Regions from separate parts of the Sus scrofa genome. Here regions 2 and 3 are each linked to region 1. Evidence: chromatin contacts called from public Hi-C and HiChIP or PLAC-seq data. All regions are on one chromosome and are shown on one strand. The core of a region is the stretch at or near the end of the contact, and the rest is flanking DNA. Distances in the headings are between cores, read along the strand shown. Region 1 overlaps PIK3R1 (phosphatidylinositol 3-kinase regulatory subunit alpha). Region 2 has its middle 200 kb from the start of PIK3R1. Region 3 has its middle 110 kb from the start of PIK3R1.

Region 1 (2,911 bases), core at 175-2,674:
AAGCCAGAGTCTTATATAATTTGTATGAAATTTTCAACTTCTCTAGCAGTTTTCTTGCAATAGAGAGAGAATAACATGAAGTATCATAGATGATCTCATTCCATTCACAGAAAAGTACTGTGGTGTCAGAGCAGTGTCAGTGTTTGAACCTAGAGTTGGAATCTTTGATAGCAATTCCGGTCTGGAAGAATGTATGGATTAGGTAAATAAAAGCTTAATTTTCACTCAGAGAGCAGCTGTGACTAGCAGCTGAAGCTAGAACATGGATCAGGGATCTGAACTTTTCCTTGTGGCCTCTGGTTGAGTCTTCCATAGCAGTCAAACTTTGGTTTGTGTCAGGCGTGATGTAGAAAGCCAGAGGAGAAGTCCAAGGCGCTAGTGGTTTCATTAAGTCGTCAAGATGGATTTAATGATTTTATTTGGAGCATTACTTCCAGTGAGCCACAGCTGGGGGCTCAGAAAGAGAGGTCTTCCAAGGGTAGCCAGGCTCTCAAGTACTTTCCCAGGGTCAACTACTGCAATATGGCTTAACCGTAGGGCAAAAAAATCCACCCCTCTTGGAGGAATTAAGGTATCCTATGTAGCTGTGATTGGGGAAAATTCACTCCTGCGAAACGAGACGTATGCTGGGTTGACCAGATAGCCCGAAGCTGAGCTATACCCAGGCTGTCTCACATTCTCAAGGCCTCTTTCTTGAACTTGTCTTCTTTCAGACTTTACCTTCATTTTCTGGGTAAGTAGGAATGTATTTATAGGGAAAGCCCCTGGTTTGGGTTTTGTAAGCTTTCCAGAGAAAACTGGATCCAAGAGGGAAAAAGATTTGCTGACCCCTGTCTCAGAGGTTAACATTTTCATTTATGTTTTACATGACTCATTTTAAATTACAGTGCTCTACAGATATAGAAAGAAGCCTTCCTCTTCCCACCCTCCCCCAGATACCACATAATGGAAAAAAGCAAGAATTTTCTGCATAAGCAAGACTTTTTTTTTTTTTTTTTTTAAACAAAAAGCCAGTCTCTGATGGGACTTTTTTCCTGTCAGAATTCCCACTGGTCCACTGTTGCAATATTTACAAAAGGCCATGATGAAAGAGGAAAGCCCATTTTTGAGCCCTTTGCCTCTGTGTTATGTAAAACATAACTTGTATTTCTGTTCTTGGTATTAGAAAAATTGTTATTTTTGAACTTCTCTGATGGGCTGGTAAACCTGCTAGGCCTCTTAATTGTTAAAGGCTAATTTTGATTAAGAAAAGATTTGTTCCTCTGCTCTGAGTAGACACGTAAAACTTCGAAAAAGGTTTGGATGTTCTGTTTCCTGTTTTTTTAAAAAAAAAAAAAAATGTCCCTTCTTATGAACTCAACTGGATGAGAGGATGTTCCTCAGAGAAAATTCAGCTCTGGGAGGAACCATCCATGGAGGTCGTAACCTAGAACATTTTTGAAGGGAAGTTTCACTGAAACTTACAAGAGGGTGGGGTTAGGAAGGAGAAAGTTCTGTTCTACCATAGTTTTAGCTGAATAAATCATTTTACTCTGGAGCCTGGTCAGTCAGTCCCATAATTTGTAGCTGATTGTCAACAGAGGTCCTTGATGTCAGTTCACTGTGCAGGAAGGAGGTGGCCCGGGGCCCCATTAGGAACTTGTACTAAAGTTGTATCTTTCTTTCTTCCCCAGAATGTTCACTGGAGAAACTTCTTTTATCGATTGAGCCTTGGTGATCTTTTATTTCTACATGAAAACCTTTTAAAACTAACATAATTCAACTTGATCTTTTTCTTCTAGTTAGGTAGAAGATAGAATCAGCTGGAAGCGCAGTTGAAAGGAGTGTATTCGCATGGGTGCAGGACTGAGAGATGGAAAGTTCTGCTCTCTCCTTCAGTGGGACTATAAACCAGCTGTGGTAGTAAACACGGGGATCCCAGCGTTGGCAGCCCTGCTTTTGCTTTACAGACAGTTTGATTTGCCAGCCAAAAAGAAGCTACATCAAGATTAGCTCCCAGACTGGGGCTTTAGCAAGTGCTCAATTAACTTTGGCAGCTCAGGGGGAAAAGCAGGTTAGTTTGGGGATCCAGATTCTGAAGAGTGTGCCGTTGAACCGCATGAACCAGAGGACAAGAAACTGTTTAATTAAAACTTCATAAAATGGTTCCTTAAGCTTCATGGACAATTGAGTAACTTCAGTTTCCTCTCTTTACTGTTGTTTACTTCCTGCTCTTCTTGAATTGAGCATTAGGTATTCTGGTCTCTTACAATGAGAAGATTAAACAGCTGTACTTTAAATTAAAGCATTAATTTGGAGTGTTCTGTGGCTGCATTAATTATATCTTTACTAAGATTACATTCCTGTGGATTTGACAGATGTGTATAAGCAGCAGTGGGGCTTATCCACAGCAGACCCAAATTCTGTTCACCACTGAGCCTTGGCGATCTTTTATTTATACATAAAAACCTTTTAAAATTGAAATAATTCGACTTGATTTTTTTTTTTCTTCTAGTTAGGTAGAAGATAAAAGAATTGGCATAGAGTCAATTGTGGGCATATTTGCATGGGTGCAGCACTGAGGGATGAAAATTCTGTTCTTCATTCAGTGGGATATAGCGAGAAGCATGTGTTGAAAGTTTCTCACCTAAACAGGTCGTAATTACAGACTTTAGGGTTTATTTCTTTTAATTAGAACATTATGCTCACTCAGTGGTCCTTATGAAAACTTTTTTTCTATCTGTATATTTTATATCAAATGATAAGTTAAATTGCTCTGGTACATTGAAGAGTTCTTTCCTGTAACCCTAATTGTAGTTCATGCTGAATACATCAAGGCTACTGTTTGCTGAGTAGCTGACTAGTCAGATCCATGGTTAATTTTAAGTTTTCTTCCTTTGTTTTCTAAGAACAGTTTTAAAGACAGTTTGTA
Region 2 (2,911 bases), core at 189-2,688, 230 kb before region 1:
AACACAGGGGAAGCATGTTGAATCATAGTGCAGCAAAAAGAAAGAGAAACAAGACCTCAGTCCTGTTGAATTAGCCCTTCCTCTTCTGTGCCTCTATTTCAGCAGAATTCAGAATGACCAGTGGCAAGGTGGAAGAGGCCTCCAGGTCAAGACAAAGGGGGCTTCTGCTTCAGGGAACCATGTTGCATTTCCCAAAAGTAGTACTCATTGACCCCTGAAAATCATGGAAATGAGAGTGTGACTATCTCTCTGTTCAGAACAGCCATCCTGGAGGACCTCAGGCTTTTGAACTGGAAGCAACCATATCTAGGTATATCAAGGTGACAAGTGTCATGCTCCTCCTGTACAACTTGCCATTCCTGTAGATACAGATGAAGAGTCTCTTAAGACAACAATTGCTGCTGATGGTGTAATTTCACACGTTCACAGATCACTAATGGGGAAGAAAGGATAATGAGAACTTGGATGCCCGGGTTTCTGGCTACCTCAGAACTCTAGATATTTGAGTGCCTTTCTGGTGTCAGTGATTCCAGTGGCTTGCTTCACTATGGAAAACCCAATTTTGCCTTTCTTTAATGTTATTTTGGCAAGTTAGAAGTTTAACAACCTCTTTAGAAACCAATCTCTGCATTTGGTTTTAAGTATATGTAGGTGTCCATACAGTTTGATGTTATTAATCCCAAAGGAGTGGGTTTGAACTGAGTTGACTATTTTTCATCATGACGTAAAGTTGTAGCAACAAGCACGTAGTTTTGTAGAGATTTATTTGCATTTTAGGGACTAGGAAGTTCATATTCAAAACTTAAGGAAGAGGGAAAAGGAAGAAAGGGAGGGGAAGGAGGAGATGGAAAGGAAGGGACGAGGAAGAAGTAGGTAGAAACAAGGTGGGGTGACCAGGAGGAAAGAAAGAATATCTGAGAACAAGGTAGCAAAGCATCCTTTTGAAAGGTGGCTGAAAGAAGTGATATTGTTGCAAAGCCAGTGAGTGCCCTGAGGCTGCAGGAAGAGGCATGGATAGGTAGATATGAATCCACTCCTGGCAGCCCCCAACATTCAAGACCATTCCTCTGGTCTTCTGTGGGCAGAGGAGCTGCCACAGACTAGGACTCAGCAATGAGAAGGAGGATAAGAAGGTGGTCCATTCTCCTGGGCCAGGCCCAGCTGATAGCAGTCCTAGCCAAGACTGCTTCTGGGCAAAGAACTTGCTTAATGGGCCCCCACATCACCAGCACTCACTAAATGTTGAAGAACACAAATACTGGGATCACTTTTAAAATTGCTAGCTGTTTCTCTTCAAATGTGGGTTGAATTTTCTTTCGCAATACGAACTATGTTCCTGCCAATTTTAAAGTTTACAGCTCCAGCTGTTAGGGAGTTATGTAAGAGCAAAATGATCAAAGGGCTTCAAGAGTGGAAAATGCATTTTTCCCCTTGGTTGCATAACTCCCGCAATGGAATGGGCGATGTAATCGAAGCATCACTGGCCCACCGCTCCTGCCCATCACTGCTACTTCTACAAGTGGGAGAAAAAAAAATCACCTTGGAGGGGGAACCAAGGACATAAAAAATATTTGTTGGACTCAAATTTAGAGTGCCCAAGCATTTTTGCAAAGAAAGTTGCAAGTAACTGAAACAGGTTAAAGGAGAAACGAAATTCCCCTCAACTCTAGGGGAGCTTTCTGTAAAAATATGAACTTGGTACATCAAAAATATAGTTTGTTATATATAGGCACCATGATATTCTAATATCAGTATTTTATGAATACCATTCTTCCTATTGGTTTTTTAGTCCTTTCAGAAAAGGTAACTTACCTTTTGACCTGGTGTCCCCTGGCCCTGGCATACAATACGATCTGATCAATATATCAAATGCCTAAATAAGGATTATTGAAAATGTAACTTTAGCTGTGTATCTGCAGAAGCCTAGACATGATGCAGTGACAATGTTTGCAAGGAAGAGGCAGAGGCTTGATAAAGGCCAAACAGGTGTTATTTTTTTCTGATTTCCTTTTTTCCATATGGATCTAATTCAAAAAGAATAAGAAAAATTGAGCAAAGTCAGGTGAGAGAAGTGGGCAAAGGCAATGGTCTCTGTAAGCCCTTAGCAATAACTACAGAATATCCTGGGGGCTTCAGATACCAGTGGTTTGTCCTATGCATTTCTGGAAATATCAGCTACCAGACTGTCTTAACCCCTGCCCATAATCCCAGTGAGTAGTTGTGAAAAGCCAGGGCCCAAGTGACCCCATATGCCCCTAAGAATGGCCTGATCACCACTTGTCAAATTATATTCCAGATCCAGGACACACTCAGTCAATGAACAGCATAATTAGATTTATAAGACCTACTTCAAAAATCCAGGGAGATCCATACTCAGTGGATAGATTCCATTCCCCATCCGGAGGTGGTGGTAGGGGAAGCTAGAGATGAATTCCAAAGAGCTAGTGAAGGGTACCAGGAGGGCAGCAGGATGAGGGGACAGGATGGCCCTTGCTAACTTTCAGAGGCACTTGCCTCTCCTTTGTGGTGGGATTGGCACTTCCTGCATCCTTGCTGTTTCCACTCCACCACCCCTACCTGGCCCTTCCATTTTTCTGGTCTGGATCACCTGTTGAAGAGAGCAGAGGATTCCTCCACTGGAAAGATGTTCAATTAGAAGACTCTAAGACCCTTCTACCTTTCCAATTCTCCATCTGTATATATTTTAACAACCGTCTCCTGGATCTGTATTCACCCTGCATCTTTCAGGACCCTTCCCTACTCTATAGAAACCTTGGATTACTTTCACTGTCCCGCTCAAAGGCTGAAAACGTCCTCCCACCTTCCCCTAGCCTATTGGATGAAGGTCCCCCTGCTTAGCCTGGCTGTCATCAGCCTTTACAGCTGTGGCCTAAACCTTCCTCTTCTGTCT
Region 3 (2,911 bases), core at 259-2,758, 140 kb before region 1:
TTCTTTGTCACAGAAAAAAAAAAAAAAAAAAAAAAAAAAAAAGAAATTGCATTCCGAGGTGTATTGAGCACAAACAGCAAATTTTCACAAGGGATTTCCTATCAGTGACACTCCTGCAGGACTTCCTGGAAACAAATGAGGGTCAGAGAGGACTAATCTCTCAGCAGATTTATTAGCAAATACCCCATTTCTTCATCTCCTAATGCCCGTGTGACTTTACCACACTGAGTCCAGTGTTATTGCCTCGAGAGCCACCAAGGTTAGACATCACTGGTGCTGTCTCCATCTCTGAAGAGCAGTCCATCAGCGGGCCTTGGTACTACTGCTCGGGACGCTCACTAGGACAGATGATAGAGCAGTGGTAAATCAAAGTTATAACTACGCCAGCTCCCGCCAGTCTGTCTCCACTCAAAGCGTCCATTTAGCCGGGAAGCACAGCAAAATTTATAGCCTGGACTTTTATTGTGTGGCACTTCAACACTGCGAGGAACCCTATACTCATGACTGAGATCCTTTAAGAAAGGCAGCCCCTCACTTTGTTTTAACCTATAGTGAGTTCAGTAGCCAGCCGAGGCTGCCATAGGCCTGAAATTCATCCGTTTGACATTCACAAATCTCTTCAACTATCACTTTGCATTTTACTTCGGAGGATGCCACAGGTTTAAAAAGAAAAATGATTGTTTATAGCAACAATTCTGTTTTTTACTCATTTCCTTTCTGCACCACGTGTTTGTCAAAGATTTAAAATGAACAGTGTCGTTTGGGAAACACTCTAAGAATGCCAATATGTTCATCTCTCTCCTTCTCTCTTTAATTTTCTGAGTGCCTTGCTGTTGAGGCTAATGAGACAAATGGATGGAAAAACTCTAACTTCTCTTCACTTGTCCTCTCAGGAGTGATGCCCTAGCACATCACATAATGTCAAGATTCTTACAGTCCCCAAACACATGTATATCTTATCCCACTTCCCTGCTTTATTTTTTCTCCCTAGCGATTATAAGCATCCAACAGACTACTTATATACACAGTACATACATATTTTGCTTATTTGGCTTAGTCTGTCATATTCAGTGGAATGTAAACTGCATGAGGACCAGGATTTCTATCTGTTTCATCCACTGCTGCATCTCTAGCATCTAGAGCACGGCCTAGCACATAATACATGCTCAATAAATATAGGTTGAAGGTAAATTACATTGACATCATAAATAATTTATGTCGGGCAGTGACTATCTCATCTCTTCACTCTTAATGGGTTTCCATCCCAGATTCCAAGGCCCTGTCTTTAAGCATCAAATCCAGCCTAGGTCTTTACTTAGCATCGCATCCACCAAATTCCACCTAATCTAGTCCTGGCAGGTAATCTGATCAACCAAATCCTGAAGAACAATAGTGGTTGCATGTGTTGCCCCATCACAAATCGCTTTGTGATGGGGCAACACATGGGGCAACAAGCCTTAGCCTCAAGCAGTGACTCTTATGACAAATCAAGTCCCAAGGGCCCTACTCATAACCCTTCCTCATCCCATCATTGAAGCAATGTGTGGGATTGATCAGTCTACAAGGTTTCAGAGGCTCCTACTTCAATCTGCACAGGTCATGAGGCAGAGAATAGGGCTAGTCACAGAGAGGGGCAAGTCAGAGGGTGGCATTAATAATGCAACGTAGAGGAATCAGCAAACTTTTCCTGTAATGGGCCAGAAAGGAAATATATTAAGCCTTGCAGGCCATGATCAATTCTGCTGTTGTTATGTGAAGATACCATACGAAGTAGAATCCTGGCTGCTTTCCAGTACCATTTCATTCACAAAAATAAGCTGTGAGTCAGATTTGGTCCATGGGCCATAGTTTGCTGAACACTGCTCTAGACATGGGGGAAATGTAAAATAGCCTCAAACTCTACTCTGTAGGCTCTTAAATCTAAAATCCAATAGGGTTTTGTTGCTTGATTGGTGCATTATAATGTAACCAATAACGACCTGTAATCTGCATGCCTACTGGTTAATTTTTATTTTTTTATTATAGTTGATTTACAATCTTAAGCCAATTTCTGCTATATATCAAAGTGACTCAATCACACACACATATGTACACACATTTTTTTTGTATTATTTTCCATCATGGTCTATCCCAGGATATTAATCTTTCTGTGCTATACATTCTAAATATAATGATCTGCATCTATTAATCCCAAACCACCAATCCAACCCACTCCCCCACCACTCCTCCTTGGCATTCACGAGTCTGTTCTCCATATCTGTGAGTCTGTTTCAGTTCTATAGATAGATTCATTCGTGCCATATTTTAGATTCCAGATATAAGTGATCCCATATGGTATTTGTCCTTCTCTTTCTGACTTACTTCACTTAGTATGAGAATCTCTAGTTGCATCCATGTTGCTGCAGATGACATTATTTTGTTCTTTTTTATGACTGCGTAGTATTCATTATAAACACACACACACACACACACACACTTATATATAATATAATCCATTCATCTGTCTTCTTAATCCATTCATATGTCGATGGACATTTAGGTTGTTTCCATGTCTTGGCTATGGCGAATAGTGCTGCAGTGAACATACGGATGCATGTATCTTTTTTTTTTTTTACCTTAAATGATTTTTATTTTTTCCATTATAGTTGGTTTACAGTGTTCTGTCAACTTTCTACTGTACAGCAAAGTGACCCAGTCATACATACATATATACATTCTTTTTCTCATAGTATCCTCTATCATATTCCATCATAGGTGACTAGATACAGTTCCCAGTGCTATACTGCAGGAGCTCATGGCTTATCCATTCCAAAGGCAATAGTTTGCATCTGTTAACCCCAGACTCCCAGTGCCCCCCACTCCCTCCTCACCCCCTTGGCAACCACAAATCTGTTCTACAAGTCCATGAGTT

The links. Hi-C and Micro-C count contacts between places; a contact is called where the count stands out from the background. HiChIP or PLAC-seq counts read pairs in DNA pulled down with a chosen protein or histone mark.
Region 2: a Hi-C map of liver shows a contact between it and region 1, with 5 times the contacts expected there. The contact joins two enhancer-like sites. A contact is called at or near these places in 1 of 47 Hi-C or Micro-C datasets (liver) and 2 of 2 datasets of contacts at active chromatin or transcription factors (alveolar macrophages and skeletal muscle).
Region 3: an H3K27ac HiChIP or PLAC-seq map of alveolar macrophages shows a contact between it and region 1. The contact joins two enhancer-like sites.

Annotation. Positions count from the first base shown.
Region 1 is chr16:46,461,492-46,464,402 of Sscrofa11.1, forward strand. All of the region lies in intron 2 of PIK3R1 (phosphatidylinositol 3-kinase regulatory subunit alpha), which reads left to right. Among named protein-coding and RNA genes, the nearest start is that of PIK3R1, 28 kb to the left of the region's middle. Within about 2 kb of position 1,425, at least 13 of the 83 cell types and tissues checked have an H3K27ac peak or open chromatin away from gene starts, as enhancers often do. A contact at or near this core is called in alveolar macrophages and liver, where this site is marked.
Region 2 is chr16:46,231,828-46,234,738 of Sscrofa11.1, forward strand. No RefSeq gene overlaps it. Among named protein-coding and RNA genes, the nearest start is that of PIK3R1, 200 kb to the right of the region's middle. Within about 2 kb of position 1,439, at least 13 of the 83 cell types and tissues checked have an H3K27ac peak or open chromatin away from gene starts, as enhancers often do. A contact at or near this core is called in liver, where this site is marked.
Region 3 is chr16:46,318,798-46,321,708 of Sscrofa11.1, forward strand. No RefSeq gene overlaps it. Among named protein-coding and RNA genes, the nearest start is that of PIK3R1, 110 kb to the right of the region's middle. Within about 2 kb of position 1,509, at least 2 of the 83 cell types and tissues checked have an H3K27ac peak or open chromatin away from gene starts, as enhancers often do. A contact at or near this core is called in alveolar macrophages, where this site is marked.